2 separate regions of the Gasterosteus aculeatus genome follow, and region 2 is linked to region 1. The links are chromatin contacts, called in public Hi-C maps. All regions are on one chromosome and are shown on one strand. The core of a region is the stretch at or near the end of the contact, and the rest is flanking DNA. Distances in the headings are between cores, read along the strand shown.

Region 1 (6,542 bases), core at 1,130-3,629:
AAATGCTGTATTTCTAAATGTCCATGAGACTCACAGGTCGATGCAGAATAAGCTGCTTACATCGGTTATTAATGAGTCTTCTCTCCTTGCAGTCTCGAGCTCGGCAGGAGGACCCAGAGCAGCTGCGTCTGAAGCAGAAGGCAAAGGAGGTAGGATGAGAGGAGCAGGACGCTCCTCTAGTGTCGGCTTCTGTACGTTTTCGCATTGCATGCCGGGATTTTCACGTGGTCATGTGTGTCCTCTCCAGATGCAGCAGCAGGAGCTGGCTCAGATGAGGCAGAGGGAGGCCAACCTGACAGCTCTGGCAGCCATCGGTCCCAGGAAGAAGAGGAAGATTCTGGACTCCCCATCCTCCTCCTCCGCCGCCGAGGTAACACTAGTTACACTACGCTTCCCACGTGGTGCTATTTGTCGTGGGCCAGCTGGATAAAGTCCTGAAACATTTTAAGTGTGAAATTTCTGCAAAAAAAAAGTTAGGAAGGAGGCAAATTCCTTTTCACAGCAAGTGTGTATACATACATACACACATGCATGCATGCACACGCACATCCACATGCATTGGGGGTTTCATACTCGCCACATAAAGTCTTTTACTGTTTGGATTCACTGGGGAGCATTCACAATAGCAGATGCTGTTCTCTGAAACAAGCATTGAACCACTCTGCAATAATTGAATTCCCTCAGGAAACACTTGTTTACTTGTACAAAAGCTGCAGTAAACTAAAGGAGGTCTTTGTTTGTACACTTTCCCGGTCTCCAAATGACACGCCTTTCAGTTAGTTTTCTACATGTAGACTTCTTTATCATTGTTATTGAATAATACAAGAAGTACAGATATCTCCGAGTTCCATTGCATTCTGTTCGGTCCAATCCATAAAAATAACATTAACGGTATTTTTCTATTAGCAACAGAGGCTGCAGGACTTCCTGAATATTCCATTGCTGAAAATTCGAAGGGTTCATGGCAATTGAAACAAGAAACTGCTTATACTGAAATTGTCAAATATCTTGCTTACAGTTCTTATTTTCAACACACAATATTTATTCTGCAGTAACCCATCTACTCTGGCAGAGTCATAATGGTAAAAAAAAACTCCTCAATGTTTATGACAATGCAGAAAAGGAGCCGACAAGGCAGCAAAACTCCCAAAAGCTTCCGTGTGTCGATGCCTGGCTTCAGCCAGAAACGGTCACTGCTGCTTGTGATGGAGACACAAAATGCACACAAATACAGCCTTGGTCTACTCCTCTTCGACATGTCATCTAACCTCGTCACTGTTGACCTCTCTTTCTCCCGCCCATCTGTCCCTCCTCCTGCAGGCATCGGGTCCCTCTCTGTCGGGCGGCGCCGGCCCGTCGGCCTCCAGACCCACGCGGCAGCGCATCACTCGCGTCAATCTCAGGGACCTGCTCTTCTGTTTGGAGAACGAGCGATCCACCAGTCACTCCCACTTCCTCTACAAGGGCTTCCTCAAATAGGCTCCACGTTGGACAGATGTGTGTGTGTGTGTGTGTGTGTGTGTGCGCGTGTCCAACTCAATGTGGGTCTCTTCCCAGTGACGAGGAGGACTTTTTCTCTGCTCGTTTTGAGGCTTTTCAGATGCCGCTGAAGTACAGTAGTGACCCCGTTGGACGGCCTCTCTACCTCCCCTTTATGATGCCTATTTAGCTTCAGAGCGCTCGTGGACTGATGCTGTCGTTGTCCCTTTGCAACCTTTCCAAAAGCGCAGTAATGGATTATGTACGTTAAGAACAAATTACTTATTGTACATTATGCACTGTCTCACAGGACAGTATATTTTAGATTTGTATGTGCGTTGAAATCAGTTTTTAAATCAAATTGTTTTAATGGACAAGACTAATCTTAATTGAATGATTTTATTTTTTATTTGTTTACTGCATTCATTTAAGGTCGCCTTCCTAACTATGAATAAGCCATATAGCAATTAACCCTGCTGTAACTCATGAAGCAGTAGTTCACTCTGTATCTGTCATCTCCATCACCTGTTCAATATATTTATGTACTAAACTCCATCTTAAATGAAGGTTGGTTTATTTAATTTCATGTGTTTTCTGTAGATTAAATCCTTATTCTAAAATGCCTTTACCTGCATAGGATATGTTTAAGATCACTTTTGTTAGGTGTATAGATTTCATTGAGTTTGTTTGTTAAAATAAATAGTTTGCCATGTATTGATTTCCAAAATTGTAGGTTTCAGAAAGTTTTCAACCTGTTGCTATGGCTAAAGTGCATCTAGATTTCTATTTTTGTAGCCGCCCACTAACACACATTTAGACTTTTTCAATAGTGACTGACTTTGTCCTCTGACTCTTCAGGACACAAACACAATCTTCTTGTATATTTATACATGTTAAACATTTACACATTGTGTTGTAGATAATTGAGAATTTATCCACCCTGCATAAAGAAGAAATCATTTCTCTATTAAATAGTTTGAATAAATAATTTTACAGTAACTGGTATGGTTTGGTGTTTAAAGCGATTTCAGGCAGTTCAACTGTTGTGTGATTGTATTTCCTGACGCTAGGGGTCAGCATTCCATCATCAAACCATCGGGAACTCCATTTGGACCGACGAGACAGAGGCCTTGAACATGGACGAGCTGAACGCCTCCTAATTCCTTCTCGCTGTTACCTGTTCACAGATAATACCTCTTAATCCTCCAACATCTGCAAAGCCACGTGTAGTCCACACCGCGTGTCCCCCCCCCCCCCCCCCCCCCCCCCCCGGGCACATCTATTGGGCACACCTCCGATGAGCGTGACACACACACACACACTTTGTGCAGTTCTGCGTCTTGTTCGAGTCCGTCTCCATTATCGGCCCGACACAGCTGCACCGTCTGCTGCAAACATCCACCAGGCCCCCGGGCTGGGGGACAACTCGGCCCCTCTGCACCGGCACAGATGCCCGTGACTGCGAGCAGCTTCCGCATGTCCGTTGACCAAAAAGGAACAATAAGGGTACATATGGAGCCATCAGTGGTGATGAGCCACGCTTGATTTTCTCTAATGAAAGTGCGCCTGGGAGCCACTGGGGGGCAGTTTTACCACACTGACGGGTTTTTCCTGCAGCTGAAATGCTCTTGTTACATTTGGTTGGGTTTAGTGTTCACGCGTTCATGCTCGGCTCTGCTGGACAATACAGGCCACAAAGCGAGTCTGTCAGGCAGAAGCAGCCTGGATTGCTTGTTTAAACCCAGACTCTGTCATGAGTACGTCGCTGGCATGTCCCGACGGTCTGGCTGCTGGTGGTGCTGGTGACACTGGTCAGGCCTCGACCCTTAGTGCCTCCAGCCCGATACAATATATTTTTCCTGGTAATCCTCCTCCTACCCCTCAACACCGCTGCTCTTTCAAAGTTAAGTCCACATAAGCTCCCACTTGAGTGCCAGAGGCAGAGCAACAACAGGGATGGTGCGGTTGCCTAGCGACGTCTCAGTCGCTGCACCTGAGGGTAAACACCCCGACTCTGCCAGTGGGAAGAGGAGAGAAGTAACATCAGTTTCCCTCCAAGACATTTATTAAAAGGGGGCGTTGTTCATTTGTTTGTTCCATTGTTTTCATTCCCAGTGAGAGACGATATAAGAAACCATACATGAAGGAAGTTATTATTCGTGTGTGTGAGTGGGAGGCAGCAGGACTGTGCCTCCCTGCGTCTGTTGGTCTGTGTCTTTGCTGCGGCTTCTTTTGTTTGGATCCAAGATGCGGTTGGATGGCTGGAATAGTGCTTCTCAGCGGGGGGGGGGGGCATCGCCCTGTTGTGATAAATCTCCAGTCTGGAAATCATTGCTTGTTTACGCTCACAGAGGGTCTGGGTTTTAATGATGGTTGGAGGCTGATGAAAGCCCCCCCCCCCTGCCCCCATAACTCACATGAATCAGATGCTTATGAGAATCTTTATTAAAGGTAAGACGCCCATAGCAAGACAAAGAACAGGGTTGTGACATTCGTTCATTGACATTACTTTGCAAACCAATGAATTCAAAAACTCCATTTGTAATCCCACCATATTCAGGCTGTGAGACTAATGCAATACTAAAAGTCAGTTAATTAATTTCATCCCTTTTAACGCCTCCTTGCATATTGTTGATTAAGCTCGGAGCTTATGAATAAAACTCCCCCCGAGGAGGAACGCGGGAATGTGATTTGGATGAACTGATGTGGCACTTTATTGTCCATTTAGATGCACAAAATGAATGAATGATTTTCAGCCTTTCCTGAATAATAAAACCCTGCAATATAACATTTAACAACAGTTCATTAGTTTGCACCTCCTTTAAGTCCATTTCCTGTATGTTTCCTGTGTGCCCTTGTTCCACCCGGTTTAATGCTGACTTTGGGACTCTTTTGTTATGGGACCAACGGGGCCCGTCTGCTTTGGCCAGGAGACGCTATAATAAGGCCTCTGTTTATGACTGCTGCTGAAATGGGTTTGTAAGTGTGGCTGAACCTGTGAGGTATTGACACGGGGGTTAATAGCCTGTTGGCCTCTTTAATGGAGTCGAATCGGGTCAAGCAGGAGGCACTGTTAGCCAACAGGACAGAACGTCTCCGTTTATTAAGTAATCTCCTCTATGAGGCGGGACGGGCTGTGAAAATGTGCGCACACACGCACACACACACCTCACACAGAGAAACACGCACGAGAGCAAACAAGCCGGGGTCCTTGAAAAACAAGGACGGTTACGCTGGTGGCTTTGTGAGGCGCTACTTGGGCCCCGCGGTGCTTTGAGCTACGTGCTAGCATAGCAACACTACAGGTGACCAGATGAGAATGGGCGGAATTGGGTACCGGGGAGCTGGGAGTGGACTAAATCCATTGTTTGGTTCCCATAATGGAAGCAATGGTCCGTGGGTATTTCCCTCACCAGCTCCACCAGGTAGTTGGAGTCATTTTATAGGCTGCATGTTCACCAGGTTCTGGGACACTGGGCTCCATCTCAGCGACGGCAAATGTTTCAATTCAATTCAACAACGTCAATCATCCGAATAGTCGCAAAAGAACTAAAAAACTCAGCCAAATAAAGAACTACGTTGAATGTCTGCAAATTGTGGATCAGAGAAAAAACTAAACACAAATGTTGATGACTGAGATGAACTTCAGGCCCGAAAATTCATCTCACCATGATGCACTTTGTTTCAGAAGATTCCAAAAGACAAAACCGTGAAAGGAATTTTTACACGCACACAAACACAAGAACAGAGGCGTTGAGCTGAAGCTAATCAGCTTACAAAGAACACAGGGCGAGATTCTTACTGAGCTTGTCCTTCCATCCCGTCATGTTATTTTAACATCATCACACATTTACAAGATTAATTCTGCTTCACGTGTGGTGGTGAATTATTTATTTATACTAATGAGTGAGCCACACATCCATTATTCACGGTACGCTTTGGTCTGTCCTCCTGGAGTGATGCTGACGGGCGGAAATGGTTCGGGCAGACGGGAATGGAAGCTTGATTGTACCCTGAAGGGCACCACACACTAAGTTGGCTGTGAAGGAACCACCTCACACCATTTGGACATGGAGCAAGTGTCCCAGGAAAATCCACCTGTGGCTGAGGAGAGAAACGTCCCCCAGTTGGAGGATGGAGATGATGCAACGTTCACAGTTTTCCATATCCAGTTGTGTGAACACACATACTGCAGGTAACTGACTTACGGACCCTAACGTGGTACCACACACACCCACCCACGCAAAGATAAAAAGTTACACAAGTTGCAGGCCGAGCTGTGCATCTTTATACTCGACAACACAAAATGTTCAACTCACAGTCGGTTGTGGGAACGTCTTGGTGATGTCTGCTCCAACGGTCCTTCCCGATCAGCCACCATGTCGCATCCGATTGGTGATTTTTCATCAAACCAGATGACAACCTCGGGATGAGTCTTCATTTTGACCGTTCTTGGCCAGATGCAGACTCCTGACTTGGAACAGTCACAAGTCCAGACACTGAGCAACAAAAATACCAAAGCTGGTATTGACTCACACCTACAGCGAGCAATCACACAAAATAGATACTAAGTACTAACTAAAGGCACAGAGACCAGTCTTCTCTCTGCAATAGTGTTTTGGACCATTACATTACATCATTCAACTATTTATTGTGCATGGCAGGTTTTAAGCTCGATTATTATATACTATTAACAACTGACTTGTCTAATATCCCTCACTTTTGTACTGGGGTTACATAATTCCCAGTATATACCTCTAAGGAATAGATTCAACTAGCTAAAGTGGACTCATTGTCCCCCTGAGTGCGGCGACATGGACATGGGTATCCATGTCATCATCCCAGTTTGGATCACACATCCTGAGAAACACAAACATCATATTCTAAACCTGATCATAAGAAGTACACTCATATCCACTTAAACATACTGACGTTGATGGTTTTTGCTGGAGCGCCTCATTAATCGAGTAATTCCTGGTTGGTTGAAGGTACCGACAAGTCAAAATGTTGCAAATAAGCAATTCATTAATCCATGTGCAGCGACACAGTAAGTTTCTTGGGGC
Region 2 (6,751 bases), core at 2,910-5,409, 270 kb after region 1:
GGAAATGTCTGCTTCCTGCTCAGCCGACCAGCAAAGGCGCAGTCAATGGAATATTAAAATCATTATATCAGAAAATGAAAAAAAAAATAATAGTGTGGGAGTGCGGTGGAAATGGTGGCGCGATAAACAGCAGTGATTGTTCAAAAGGAACCATTTCATCCGCCCAGGATCAGAGGCTGCTGAGCTCATTGCTTCAGGTAGAAGGTATTTGTCTGCGGTGGACAGTTGAATATTCTGCAAACAATTACTTTAATTGGTTGTGAGACTTAATAAGGTCCTAAAAGAGGAACGCACGCATGTGCAGGAAAAATCCCCCACAGTAAAAGTAAATCACTTAATGTCTCAGTGTGGACGGAATCTTAAATGGCTGAAAAGATTATTCCTCTTGTTTCATTGTTTCTCTTTAATGTTATCGTCTATTCCCTGATGAACGTTGCTCTGTATGGAAATGAATATACAGCAGTGGCTATGATTTTAGGCTCCCGAAAGTTGACGTGGAGAAAAAAGAAGATGAAAATGGAATAAAACTGAAGTGCAGTATTGTGAATTATTTAGTGCATGGGGCCGTAGCAAAGATCTGACTACTTGCTCATTTAGGAAGATTAACAGATGTGCCAAATCACTTTGCTGTCAATCTTTTACAGTTCCGAGTTGAAGAACTATGAATAAATTGGATTTTATACCTCAACTGGGAACTATTCTTTATGAGAGTCCTCTTTTCCTCTCTCCCCGGCACTGTGAGTATATGTAAAATAACAAAAAGGATGCATTGTTATCCAACTCAACAGTGGGCCATTGTGTTGAATTTTTTCTCTGCGGCCTTATCTCACTCATTCAAATTCCGCCCCGACAGCAACTTCTAAATCAGTCATACTGATTACAGAAGGAAACACATTCATGCGAGTTCCATATAGAGCCGTGCAAAATGAGAAAAATATGGCACTGCTGCCGGACGGCAGATAAGTGCGACCTGTGCGACAATGGGAGGATACCAGCCACAGATTCAGCAGAATAGACAACTTTCCTCATCTGGCGATGACGCGCCACGTCGAACTCAGCATCTGTGTGGTTCGACAATGCCGAGACTCTTGTGTGCCTTTTGCGGTCACGATAAGACGCTGTACTCCTTAAATCTTTAAAAACCTGTCCTCCAACTGAGGGGCAGTCAGACCCAATGAAGACACTTTCAGCCAGACATTAATCTGCCACTGGCAGCAGCCTTGCTTCATGGGCGTGGATAAAGCGTGTGAGGAGAATGAGAACCTCACCTCACCACCTCCTCCTCCTCCTCCTCCTCCTCCTCCTATCTCTTTTCCCCCCATCTCCAAGCAACTGTTCAGACAGGAAGCCGTGGGCTCAGAGAAGCTGTTGTCTTGTTAAATGGTGCCACTAAAGAGGAAATGGATAACAGCCAACCTTGGTAATTGTACTGACTCAATCACTGGGAATGATTTGGCTCAAAAGGCGACTCTCCCCTTAGGCGGCTTTATTAGTTTCGCTGTCATGCCTGGTGGCCTCGTCTCAAATTCCTCATTATGCGGCAAACAAGACGTCCGTAGTACCGCTGGTTGCTGTGTGAGGCTAAATGCTAACACCGACATGCTAACCTGCTAAATTTTAGCAGTGTTCCTGTTCACCACGTTCACCATCTTTGTTTACCCCGTTAGCATGCTAACGCTCGCTTGTAGCACTTAACACGAAGCACAACGTAGCTTGAGAATGTCGATAGTTTTGAAGTGTTTGGTCATAAACCAAAATGTCAAATAGTGGCCAAATATTAAAAGTTAAGGAATAGTCTTAGAATTTCCTCCCGACGGGTTCTTGATTATTTAAAGCAAATCTTTTGTCTATCCATCTGAAAAATGTCAAGTTAATGAGCCTGAATCATAGACTGTGTTTAAAAGTCTAAGGTTGCCCCTGTGACATCCCCATGGTTTGAGAGTGGCTGGAATGGCTTTTTGTAACAAAAACTGCCACATGAGGGAAAAATAAGTACAACCGAAAACTGAATAAAACATTTTTTTAGAAGAAATTCAACCAAAATGTTAACTTTCATAAAGTGAAAACACGCTATGAAAGCATGGGCGCCAACTCCCGGACTGCGCCGTTGTAGCTTCCTGTCAAAGATCAGGTAGCAAGTTTAAGCCACTTTACTTTACCAGACACGGAGGTTAGTGCCTGCGCTGACTGAAATGCCGACCTCTAGGTGGCGCTAGAGGCACAATCATTGATCAAAGAGGACTTCATCTTCTGGGAACCATGATGGATGTGCAAAAATCTAATGGCGCGTTTCCACCGAGCGGTACGGTACGGGTCGGGTTGGTACCCTTTTATTTGTGTCTCCACTGCCAAAAGTTGAGAATGGTACCAAAAATCCGAACCGTACCGTACCACTTTTTGGGTACCCTTCCGTTGGGGTACCTGGCACAGTTGTTTGGTACTAAAGGGTGGAGCTAGCCTCACTGGAGAACGTTGATTGGTGAAAGAGTGTCGTCATTTGTGCGTGCCGCAAGGGGAAAGACAACACACGAGGCGCCATTTTTAAACTACACCGTTGCAACAATGTCGCCTTGTGACAAACAGCCACATATCGAGAAGCAAGAACAGGATCGGCTGCATGTCCTCCGTTGTTGTTTGCGGTTAGCTTCCAGTTTTCGCGCGATCGAATGACGTCAATCTACTTTCCGTCATATACCACGCGTCTCAAGTGACATTATCACTACTTTCTGGAATACACCACGCCTATCAACCAAATCATGGTTAACAGACCCGACCCGATTTAGTATTATGGTGCTGGAAACACGCCATAATAATAAATCTAATAGCTGTTGCATATTTCAGTCTGACCCAACCACAGCAACACATACGTGTGAAAACTGGAGCATTTGGCATTAAGCCACTAATGTGGTTACATGAACGCTTGGGTCTGCTGTCTGGTGGTGACATGGACGTTATGAACAAACACGCAGAACGGGTCTATTCATTTTACTTATGATAACTGTTATCAAATGTGGATGTCATTATCGCTGAGGTGTGGATCAATAAGTGGGGAGGATTGAACCTCTGCTTTATTTATATGATAAATCAGATCAAAACTACCAGCGGTGAATGGATTCTTTTGACACAAAATGTCGAACGCGGCGTCTGATTGGAGAAGATAACCACGGAGGAAAAACAGCCTTTATTGCATTATTCAACACAAGCAGCAAATTGGCTGGAAATTAAAACTAATGAGCAATTACCCAACGAAGGACTCCCATTAATGTGTGTTTTCTCAATGCTCTCCAACTGAATCCTAATTTCTACTTATTTAATCTGAATAAATACAACATGGGTTTTTTTGTTAGTTCCTTAATCTTTCATTGTTTTCATTGTGAGGCCACGGAGAATCTGGGTTTGTATTGTGATAAACATCCAAGAAATTAATCTCTGAGCTCCTCCTGAAAGACTGTGAATGCTGTGTACACAAACATATTCCTCCATAATCAAAACATCGCACCCGCTATTGGTTCAGTCTATTTACACATTCATGAATACTTCATTTGCATGCGGCTCGTATTGTGAACGCCATGGCCTTATTTCTGCGATGTAAAATGTGTTATTTACCCTTCATAAAGAGATGAGCTGAACTTTGCTTCAACCGACGCCTTGTTTCCCATTTAATCTGGTGTCCCTTGCCATGCAAATGCACATGAAAGGCCCTTCAACACGGGACGGTAATGACTTAACAGGGTGCGTTCACAGAGAGGAATCTCTAACAATGTAATCAATTATTCACCCACTCTCTCGGCCCTGAACAACTATGATACAGCGGAGGATAAACATGCTTACATAGCTCTGGTGATGAATTCAACACAGGTAATCAATGAATATTGAGGTACACTCAAGGTTATTGTTGTTTTTTTAATGAACTGCAGCATTGCTGTGTGGGCTTTAACATTTTGAATTACAAGTTTATGGATTCTCAGTCATTTTCCCTCCAACCGAGCTGAGCACAATATTCTGCAACCTCAGCAGAAGTTACCGAGGAGCCTGTGTGAAGATTTATCATTAAAGAAAGCAAAAAACATAACATCAAAATGACCGTACATCCCGCAGGACCGCATTTCCGTAAATGTGAACAGATGGGTTCGTGTGCGTGCGTGCGTGTGCACGGAAACTGGACTCGCCTCCTGGATGTGGCTGTTTAAAAAGGATCACTACCACCACCGTCAGCCCCCAACCTGCAACAACCCGGCTCCAAATAAAGCCGCTCTTTCTGCATGTGCTATTATGTGCCTCTTGTTGATCTTTTTGTAGATAGGCTTGTGTAGATACTTTTCAAGCCTTTCAGGCCCAGTGTTGCCACAGTCACAGATAACAGGAGGCATCTTGGGCATCACGACAGAATAAAGTAAAGCACCGTCTGCTGTATTAATGAGGTAATCGTGCAAATCAGACGTAATAGTAATCCCTGTGTTCGTTGTTCAGACCTATCCTTTCTGGTTGATAGTGGAAGTTCATACTTGTCTGTACGCTTGACCAGAAAGACTGCGGTCGCGTAACCAGCATCCAAACGGCTATTCCTGCTGAAGGCACAGTTCATGCTGTCAGACAAAAACAAAGACCTGCTGTCCTTTAAATGCCAAATACAAGGCTGAAGCTCTCAGAGTTCAAATCACATCCCCTGTGCACTGAAAGCGCACACACACACACACACACACACACACACACACACACACACACACACACACACACACACGCACACACACACGCACACACAGGAGAATATAAGGTGCATTTAACATCACTCCGTTTCTGCTCACCAAAATAAGACTTTATTATGTAAAGACAAAGGAAACGTGGCGTTTAGGTGGAGCAGCACTGTCCCCTAGTGTCAGAAATGGGAGCAAGAAGAAATTAAAGTCAAGTCACTGCTGGTGACCACTTGGCCAGGCTTTTTATTCATTTTCCACAAATGTCAGGGGAAACAAAGGCCTGCATGGGTCTATGGATAATTAACTTTAATCTAGGTCTACACATGCCAGTGTGATTTTCCCCCTTTTGCTTCTTCATCTTTGCAAAAAAACGTTGTGACCTGCAGACTTTCCTTTTCATACTTAATTTAATGTTACTCACTTATATTCAATGCATACAATTCAATCGTGGTTTTGCAGTTAAAACTGTATCCTGTACCAACATTTGTTGAACTGCATAAGTAGATGGTGTTAAAGAAGAAAAATGATAACAACATAATGTGCTATTTCCCCTTGAGCATTACATTGTGAATGAAAAAATGTTCCAAATCATAAAGATGTAAACAATGTGACCACGAAAAATACATTTTAACACTCAAATGCTTTTTAATTTCTATATTCATAAGTAGTGCGTGTAATAAGTGCATGTAACATCCAAAGATGACCAGCAGCTGAATGCTCTCCAGAGCCAGAGGAGGAAGCGCCGCTCTCTCTCCTCTTTGTTCCCGTCGTCTTCTGACACTTCATCAATAACCCCTGGTTCACGAGGAGGTGAAGCAGGAGCAGCTGCTTCTCTGGTGGGTTCTTGGTCAATATTCAAGCAGGAAGTATTGTTTTCATCCTGCCCTGTCCTAAACATCAGTCATAGTTCATCGGGGGTTGTTGTGGGAACTGGTGGAGCCCGTTGGCGTCCCCTCAGTTACAGCCGGGTTTCAATTTCCCTGGACTGAGGTGTCGGCAGAAGGCTTTTAATGAGCCGGTACTTCGAGGGCCTGAGGCTCAAACATCCCACAAATCTTTCCCACAGCAGCACTGAGCAGACCTCCTGACCTGGTCCACCGGGATACGGTATGGGTTGGTCTCTCCGATCTTTGTTCCCGACAGACATTTCTGAGAAGGCATCTGAGAGGGAACACGGTGGAAGTTTCCAGAAGCCTTGCAGGACTCTGGGAACAACCTCTGACACCACCTCTCCTGGACTGAGTCCTTCTGAGCTGAGAGCATCCAACGCCCTCTTTCTCAGGATCATGACTTAGTCGCTCTGCGTGCTGAGAATTTTTAGGATTTCTGTCGGTTACAATCAATAAAATCAGTTTTCAAAACCTTTCATGATGTCACAGAGATTAAAAAAGCGATTTAAAAGCACGGCAATTTAATCGTTGATACCTGTGTCAAATAAAACTCACTGGAATTTAGGAGGTAAGGCTTTTGAGGAGTTCAGGAGCATTCGTTTTATTCATTCATTTTAGCACATTTACTGCCCAGAAATAAAAAATAATAATTTAGACAGGATTCCGTTTCAACATATTATGGGGACAAAATAATACTGTCTAGGCAAAGCTTCTCTCAAGGTTCTTCTCTTACTCGGATCAGCGGAGGCTTGGCATCTTCCTCATCAAAACCCTCCAGTTCAAACTCCCAAAGGCTTCAAGAAACAAACCTATTTTATTTGGGCTGTAAAACTACATCAGCAGAGTAATTTTAGTGTGACATAAATATATTTCAAGTTGTAGTGATGGACCATCAGTCTCAGTAATTTATCGTACTTTTACTCTTCTCCAAAATGAGGTTGATGGTGTCTTTGGTAAGTCAGCGGAGACGGCATGAAGCCTGAAGGCGTTTCCCCATCAGTGCAATCCAAACAAGTCTAAAGGAGAGAAGTCATCTCTAATCACGGCAAGACATTGTTTATCATAATTGATCAGATTCTGGATGGATGGTAGATCTTACCTGAGCCTTGTATCTACCCAATGAAATCAATAACAGCATTTTAATTGAACCTTCCTGCCTGTAAA

Evidence for each region. Hi-C and Micro-C count contacts between places; a contact is called where the count stands out from the background.
Region 2: a Hi-C map of skeletal muscle shows a contact between it and region 1, with 2.9 times the contacts expected there. The contact joins two enhancer-like sites. A contact is called at or near these places in 2 of 6 Hi-C or Micro-C datasets (both in skeletal muscle).

The regions. Positions count from the first base shown.
Region 1 is chr17:16,870,567-16,877,108 of fGasAcu3.hap1.1, forward strand. LOC120835559 (transcription initiation factor TFIID subunit 4) reads left to right here. Exons shown (of 15, transcript XM_040204589.2): 13 at 93-149; 14 at 248-370; 15 at 1,321-2,478. The coding sequence ends at 1,479. Among protein-coding and RNA genes, the nearest start is that of LOC120835559, 9.1 kb to the left of the region's middle. Within about 2 kb of position 2,380, at least 2 of the 9 cell types and tissues checked have open chromatin away from gene starts, as enhancers often do.
Region 2 is chr17:17,137,727-17,144,477 of fGasAcu3.hap1.1, forward strand. No RefSeq gene overlaps it. Among protein-coding and RNA genes, the nearest start is that of LOC120834573, 7.5 kb to the right of the region's middle. Within about 2 kb of position 4,160, at least 2 of the 9 cell types and tissues checked have open chromatin away from gene starts, as enhancers often do.